2 separate regions of the Mus musculus genome follow, and region 2 is linked to region 1. The links are chromatin contacts, called in public capture Hi-C maps. All regions are on one chromosome and are shown on one strand. Each heading gives the region's core, a stretch centred on a gene start, on an enhancer-like site or on the middle of the called end of the contact. The rest is flanking DNA. Distances are from core to core; before and after follow the strand shown. Region 1 holds the start of Nab1 (Ngfi-A binding protein 1). Region 2 holds the start of 1700019D03Rik (RIKEN cDNA 1700019D03 gene).

The links. Capture Hi-C pulls out chosen DNA fragments and counts their contacts.
Region 2: a capture Hi-C map of macrophages shows a contact between it and region 1, with 4 times the contacts expected there. The contact joins the promoter of 1700019D03Rik here to the promoter of Nab1 in region 1. A contact is called at or near these places in 5 of 39 promoter capture datasets (the HPC-7 cell line, cranial neural crest, embryonic stem cells and 2 more), 2 of 484 Hi-C or Micro-C datasets (embryonic stem cells and large pre-B cells), 5 of 115 datasets of contacts at active chromatin or transcription factors (bone marrow-derived macrophages, embryonic stem cells and large pre-B cells) and 3 of 9 other capture datasets (adipose tissue, embryonic stem cells and macrophages).

Annotation. Positions count from the first base shown.
Region 1 is chr1:52,498,433-52,502,368 of GRCm38.p6, forward strand. Nab1 (Ngfi-A binding protein 1) reads right to left here and starts at 2,016. Exons shown (of 8, transcript NM_008667.3): 1 at 1,778-2,016.
Region 2 is chr1:52,951,555-52,955,635 of GRCm38.p6, forward strand. 1700019D03Rik (RIKEN cDNA 1700019D03 gene) reads right to left here and starts at 1,286. Exons shown (of 2, transcript NM_144953.3): 1 at 1,061-1,286.

The DNA of each region.
Region 1 (3,936 bases), core at 766-3,265:
ACACTTGCTACCATCCACCCATTTTTTACTCTTAAAATCTAGAGTTCATGACACAAATTCTTCAAAGGTCTGCCCCACTTCATAATTTTTCTTTCAAAGCATCTACAATACAAAGTTAAATAAACCATACGTCCTTAAAGTTGAAGTAAAAGAGATATGAAATTGTTTAAATAATGAAGAGGAGACAAGGCTAGGTTTTCTATAGGGCATGGTTGTTATTAATCAGCAACAAAAGAAAAACTTTTAGTTTAGGTATGATTATGCAATTATAATCTACGTACTTGATGAAATTTATTAGGCATAATAGCTCACTAAAATTTTCTGTATCATCTAGATGAATCTTAAGAATTTGTCATCTGAAATATATTCACAACTAAAGGACAGAATGAAGTAAAATTTCCAGTGCCCCATGCTGTCACTAATACAGTCCCACACAACAGGAGACTGGGCCTCAGGAGAGAAAAAGCATGCTCAGTAGTGGAATGGCAGGCTAAGCATAAGATGGTCAAGTCAAAAAAAAAAAAAAAAAAAAAAAAAAAAAAGAAAAAGAAAAGAAAGAAAGAAAGAAAGAAACAAATTATCTCCCTAGCACTTCTTGAAATTATTTTCTTTCAAGATGTAATGTTCCAGTATCTAAACTGGAAACAGAGATGAAGAAGGCTGACTGCACTGCCTATCTACAAATTCTCAACAGCATACTTATTTATCTGCTTGAGCTTACTGAAAGAACAGAATTAAATGTCTCAAAAGATGCAAGCTGGAGGAAGAAACCTTCAATCCAAGTCACTTGTGCTGGCACAGAAGCTGGGTGTGAAGCAGCTCTTTGAATCTCAGGAAGATAGCCTCCACCCTGGTCGGCTATCCGATACAATGGACCCTATACATCCTCTCTCCAGTATCTCTTCTTAAAACCGGCAGATGAATTATAAATGTCATAACATATATTGTACAAAGAAAGATTTTTCAAAAAGTGAATATTTAAAAAGGGTAATTCGCTGCGTGTACAAAACAGCGAACCATTTCGGATGTGACTAATCTTATTTTAAATTCGGTTCCTCTGCTCCTATGCAATCTAATATTAACTATTAAAACTGCCAAAATATTTTTATACGAGATCTTAGAATCTCCTTAGAGATTCTGATCTTTGCACTCCGTAAAGTTGGCAGGCACGTCACTGGCAAACCAATCGGTAGTGACAACTTACTCCAAACCAGCTCTTTCGGATCAAATTGTAAATTAGCAGGCAATCCAAAATTTCCCAAGCCTCCCTGAGCCAGGGCACGGTTCCCGCTGGTCGCCCGCTGCAAAACTTGGTCAGCTCAACCTACAGACGCAAATTCCAGCTCTACCCAGGAGATTCCTTGCAGATCTCCCGGGTTGACCGTACTTCGGTGTCTGTCCCCGTAAGGTCACACACCTGCGTCCAAAGCTTCTCTGTCCTACACGTGTCTGCACATTCCCCACTCAGCCTCAAAGGCTCGGCGACTCCCGCTTCCCTGCACCTGGGTGCCAAGTTTCTGAAAGCCACTTCCAAGCAAAACTCTCCTTCCGCTCTGAAAACACAACTACAGTAGGAAGGGGCGGATAACAGGAAGAAAGCGGAGACTCAGCGGCACTTTTCGGAAGTCCCTGGTCGCCCCGGAGCTGGCACCCCACGCGGGCCCGCGAGCGCGTCCTCCCCGCACAGCCCGCGCCCCCCGCCCGGCAGGACGCGACGGCCCCGCCGAGCCACGCGTCCGCGCCCCCCGCTCCATCTCGAGGCCCTCCCGGTACCTACGCGGCCCGCAGCTGCGGCGCGCTCCGCGACGACGGCTCTGCCGGGCTCCTGCGGCGGCTGCGGCGGCCGGGACGCCCCCGCGCCCATCGAGGGGGGCAGGGACGCGGTGGGCGCGCGCTCCGTCCCCCGCCCGCCCCGACGGCGCTCGCTCGGTCGCGCGGGCGGAGGCTCGGGCGGAGGCGGGCGGCGGCGGCCCCGGGCGCCCTCCCTAGGCCTCTCCCGCCGCCCCTCCCTCGGCCTCTCCCTCTCCCTCCCCCGCCACCTCCGCCGCCCCCGCCCCGCCCCGCGCGCTGTCACATCGGGAGATTCCGCTCTTGCTCCATTCGCCGCTCCGGCTCCCGCCCACGCGCGGCCGAGTGACGCAGATCCCGGCGTGGGCGGCCGCGGGGCGGGGGTGGGGGCCGGCGGGGCTGAGGCTCGGCGCGGTCCCGGGGGTGGCCCATTCCCACGGCAGCTGGGAGCGCGCGGGTGGGGGCGCGCGCGCGGGTCGGAGGAGGAGGAGGCTTCCGTGGATCCGCGGACAGCGCTGCCTGCCAAGCCCCGCACCGGGCCCGCCCAGGAGGGAGGGGGTGGGGGGGGTACAGAACCGCAGGTGCGGTGCGGACCTGTCCCTCCTCGCCCACTCCACCCTGTCCCCACCCTCGCCCAGGCCTGGTTTGAGGAGGGAGGAAAGGGAAACTCTGGCCTGGTGGCTTAATGACACCCTTTTCATGTCTGGAAACCTTGTGTTACTTTACAGGCCATTCTCTGTTGTCTTCCTGTAGGCAAATGACACACTCCTGGTGCTGTCTTGAGCGTGTCAAAATAGAGTTCTTAAGGCAAGGTGTAGACATTTTGAGCTTGGTTTGCATAAACTTTTCTAGCCAAAGAAAGTGTTACAGCACCTCAAAAGCTAAAGCTATTGCCAAAATTTTAAGGGGAAAAAAATTAAATCTATTTTTGCCTTCCTTGGGGAGGGGGTTTCAAAGAAAAGAATTCAAGTTTTAATGGTGTGCTCTTACTGCAATACAGGTAGAATCCTGTTTTAATGTACATATAAAAATCCAGTTTTATATAGGAGGCCGTTCCCACTTCCTGGCTGGCCTCCCAGAGTGTGCCTACTTGGTTGAAGGGGATACAAGGCATTCTTTGAGAAGAGAAATTCTTTAAACCACATCTTTATGTTGCAACAATGGGTGGGATGATAATATTGAAAGAAAAAGACCTTATTAAATAAACCATTTTTTCTTTTTGTAAAAACATGTTCTACAAATGAGTGATGTCAATGGAATAGATATGTACTTAAATGCATAAATATATAAACATATAGTTACATGGTTAAGTATACATTTAAGCTGAAATATCTTCCCTGTTAGTGACAAGCCTGTCTAGAATAGTTGGTATTTTAAATAATTATTCTTAGTTCCTCAAATTCTTCAGAAGAAATAACAGCTACAAGTGTCTCCCTGCCACTCCAATTGTCAGTGTTTATGCTCCTGCTCAGCGAAGAGGAATTTAATTTGGGTGGTTGTAGTACAGTCAGGGCTACTGAGACAATTTCTTGGCCGGTGTGGAAAGGTAGAGGTTAATGGGTAGTCGAGCAATGAAATCCGCAAAATTCTTCTAATTCTTCACTGGGAACTCTGATGGTTTGCAAACATTGTTGCTTCTGAAAAGCCTAGGGGGAGGGGTGCGTGTAGCTTTATGCCACGCAGTTAGTGATTAGTCAACTTGGTGAGCTCACCTGCACTGCACAGCGTTCTCCAGAATTGAGTCCAAATTGCATGCTGTGCTCCGGTAGGGCGTGCTTCTGCCCTGCTGAAGGCTATACCGACAAGGAAATGTGTCTGGGGCTGATCCTTTTTACAGTTAACCACTCAAGTCCTTCCTTGTTTATGTTCTGGGCACATTAGATAGTGTGTTCTTCCCACATTAAGAATGGCATTCTGGGCCCACTATGCTTTGCTTAAATGCCCTATGGTTTCTGGGAGAGGTGGTGGGAGGAAAGAAAATGAAAGAAAAAAATTTTAAGCTTTTAGGCATCAGGTTCTTTATGGGCACACTGTAGTCAACAGGACTGTTCGACAGGCCTGAGATGTTCACCTGTATGTGAGACAAGTTGGAGGAGAAAGCATTGATTCTGTGCATGCCGTCCTTCCCATTCCTAAACTCCACCTCCC
Region 2 (4,081 bases), core at 36-2,535, 450 kb after region 1:
ACATCCTGAATGTAATCTTGGAAGTTGAAAGGTTGTTGGCTGGGGCAGGACTGAGGAGACACAAGCAGAAGTCAGCTCAGTGTAAACACGGCTTTTCTGACAGGAGCAGGATATAACTCCAAACACTGAGTTCCTCACACTGAAGTGGCCAATCAGAACCTGGCTTCTGGCAGCAGTGCTGTGTGGACAGCATACTGAAATTGCCTGAGGGCAGACCACAGTTTAAAGTACCCTTATTATCTCATAATGTACCTACAGTTATTTTTCTTACACAGCAAAAAGAAAAAAAGAAAGAAAAGAGTAAATATGAAGTTACTATTTTTCCCAGAACCTTTCTGCTATACTTAATACCATTTCCCATCCATACATACAAGATAGCTGTGTCAGGAAATAAAACCCCTTTCAAAGGAAAAACGGATTTTCTTGACTCGTGCTTAGCTATATTATCCCCCTGAAATTTTGCCAAAAATCTCCATCTCATATATACGGGCAGTGACGGATCTTTAAAAAGAGGTGGACAGTTTACCCACTAGTTTATGTTGTTTTGTTACCTTCAGTAAAAGATGGGGGAGGGGTCAAAACAGCAATAGAAGAGAAACGACTGGACTGCGTCTGGAGCTTTCTCTGGTAGCTGGGCTCCCACTGTCTATTCTTTCATTTCTCTTTCATTTGCATCATTTCCCCTCAGGATTCAGCCTCCCACAGCTTCCAAGAGTACAGACACTCTGCTAATCATGTGCCACTCAGCACAAGCCTGACAGCTTGACTTGTGCATGTAGTGTCCTTACCGGAAAACCTCCATTCATTCTTCAGGTGGGGAGGAGGATGAACCTGCATCTTGCAATGAGCAATGAAATACTTTAGTTTGTGGGCTCGGAACAAGATCAGAAGATGGAGCTAAAGGCTCAATTAAGGAACCTAGGATGTGAGGTTGTGTCCAGGACAGCTGGCTGTGAAATGTTAGATAAAATTAACTACTGCAACTCCGGCTTTCCTGGGTTGGAAAGTCAAAAGGTCACAGCATCGGAGCAGGACACCCACCTTCCAGATGTTCACTTACCCTACACTGCAGCGGGCCAGCTGCACCGCCATCGCAAGTCTGCGCGGCCTCGGCCGAGGAGGCGCGGGCGCTTGGCTGTTCTCATGCCCCTGGCCGCAGCCCGGGCTCCCAGGGTGGGTGCTGCCCCCCAGGGCGGGGCCTCAGGAAGGGAGCCGAAGCCTGAAAAGGTGCGGCATGGCCGGGCAGCAGAGACAACGTCTCCCCTGGAGTAGGGCGGACGTCCTTCGGCAGTGGTCCCGGCTCCTCCCCCTGCACCCCTCCTAATCCACCCCCCTCCTCCCAGAACTGCTCACGAGTTCGCGGCTCGCTCCCTGAAAGTGGAGCCAAGGGACCCGCGGCTACGGAGCACAACCCTCAGTGTTGGCACCGCCAGGGGCTACCCCTGCCCAACAGCATTGGGTTCCAAGCACAACCAAAGGGATCCGAAGTGCTGGGCCACAGCTCGCACTCCCACCCGGCAACCTATTCACACACGGCTCCACCTCCCCAGCAAGATCCAGACCACCAAGTATGAAAGCTAAGTGAGCTTGTATCTCCCTCTCCTGCCCCACATCCCCAGAGCCACCTGGACTGAGACATCACCTGATCTCTGTCCACGTGGGAGCAGGCGCGGCTCGTCCGGTGCTGCAGCGTGGCGCCAGCCCCGCAGGTGATCTCCTGTCACCTGCCCCGGGGCCCTCCCCTGAAGGCTGCGCTGCTCCAGTGCCAGTTTAGCAGTCAAACCTGTTTTGATCCCAACGCCACGCCTCGCAGCTCTACCCTAAGACACCACCAGACCTAAGTACTTTGCCCCAGTGCACTCGGAAGTGCACCAAGCACTTCTAAATTTAAAAATGCGTCCAGTATTGCACTTTTCTATCCCCGAGTACCCAAATATCGAAACGCTTGTTTCTCAAAACAAAACATCAAGAAAGATCATATTCTTACCCTTTAAGGAAACAAGCGCCTCAAAACATAGCCATTATTCAGTTAGACCTCATTCCATGAGATGCCTGCATCTGTCTGTGTGATTCCCATCGTCAGTAACCGCCCCAAGAGAATGACAAAAGAACCATTATTCCATCCTGTCCTACAATGGATTGTCAATGCAAAATTCATGCCCCAAGGGACCTCAGCAGAACTCTCTCAGTTCCTTGCTTTACAGATGCAGATGCTTAGGCTGAGCCCAGCCTTAGGATTGGGGGGAGGGGGGGGCGGGGATGCAGAGATGAGTGGATTCCTGAGAACCCACAGCCAAAGGGGCAACCTTCAGGTTTCATGAAGGACCCTGACTCAAGTAAATTAGGTCCAGAGCAGTTGAAGATGCTACCCAAGGGCACACACACACACACACACACACACACACACACTTCAGCACTTTCCTCTCTCCCCACTCCTAAAGAAAAGCCTGAAGCCTATAGGCTAACATAAACAGGGCCTTTTGGAGGTCCATTTCAGTAAAAAATTAACTCAGAGAGCAAAGGATCTAAGAAGTCCCTCCAGACCTAGCTCAGCTTTAAGTGAATCCAGCATTTTAGTTTAGTTCTGTGCAAATCAGCTAAGGTAACTTTGACCTGAAAATATTGTGCCTCAAACATATCAATTTTTTCATTTAGTGTGATTAATGGCACCAGACAAACAGAATATGAATATTAAATTGATTTGTTTGATAAGCAACTATTGCAGTGTACAAAGTTGATTATATCTAAATGGAGCATGCATTCACATACATTTCAAGCACACTGTGCTAAATAATTATGATTAAATGCAATGTTATTTGCTTGCTTTTATCTTTCTCAGTTCAGTCAACCGATGTTGCTATTATTTTAAGTGATCTCTAGCCCAATCCTGAGTGACAAGTGTTAGGCCTTGATGGGCTCTGGGAGAGAAGAAATTTGTAGCTATCCATCCTAGTTAGCAGGGCAGAGAAGAAAATGTTAGTCTCTGGCTTCCGTCATAATGGAACTCCAGACACAAGCATATTACTTTCTTTATGTGAGTGTGTGTTGGAGAGTATGTGTGTGTACATGCCTGTGTGTGTGGGTGTGTGCCCGTGACTGCAGGTGGAGGCCAAAAGTCCATGTCAGATGTTTTATTCTATTACTCTCCTCCTATTGTGACAAAGGGTCTTTCACTGAACCTGGGGCTGGTGAATGTGGCTAGACTGACTTGCCAGCAAGCCCCTGGGCTTCTGACTTCCTCTTCCCAGCACTGAGGTACAGGCACACTGTGACACCTGGGGTTTTACATGGGTGCTCAGGATCTCAATTCTAGTGTCCTATTTGCACAGCAAGCACTTTAGCCACTGGACTATCTCCCTAGCCCCAAGTGTAAGCTAATTCTGCTCTATTCGAGGTCACACTGGATCATCTTTATGAGGAGTCATCTACTCTTAACCTTTGGTCTAAGAAAGAAGCTGACACCAGAGGAGAAAGGTCTGGCACCATACTGTGATTGTCAGATCCAGGCCTGACCCTCCTCTCCTCTCCATGGATGGTCAAGAGTTTGTCTTAGAGACTGCACCAGTGTCGGGCTACCCTGATGGATGCACAATGGGCTGAGGATGGGAGACAATCCTCAGGTTCCCCAGCATTGCACACAGCCAGTCTTCTTGGTATACCCCTCTCCCCTCCCTCCTCACATCCAGAAGCCGGATTCCAAGCCAGTGGTGACTTTTCTCTGGAGATTGGAGGTTGGTTTTGATCGATATGAATGGAAAGGAGTTGGATAGAAGGCTACTGCAGAGAATCTGGCGCCCTCTGCCGATGGGGCTTGAGGATATTCAGGCTAAAATGGTCTCTGCAGTCATGGACTTTTCTTACATGTGCCAGGATTTTATTCAGATTTGACAGAGAGCTCCAGATACCTGTCTGTGAGTAGGTGAAAGACACACGTTTTTCAGACCCAGACCTGGGTTTTGAAATGGAAAGATTTACAATACAGGAAATTGTAATACATGTTGATCCTTTAAAAATACTTGTTTTATGTGTATAGATGTTTTGCCTGTATGTATTTCTGTGCATCTAGACATAAGTCTGGTAC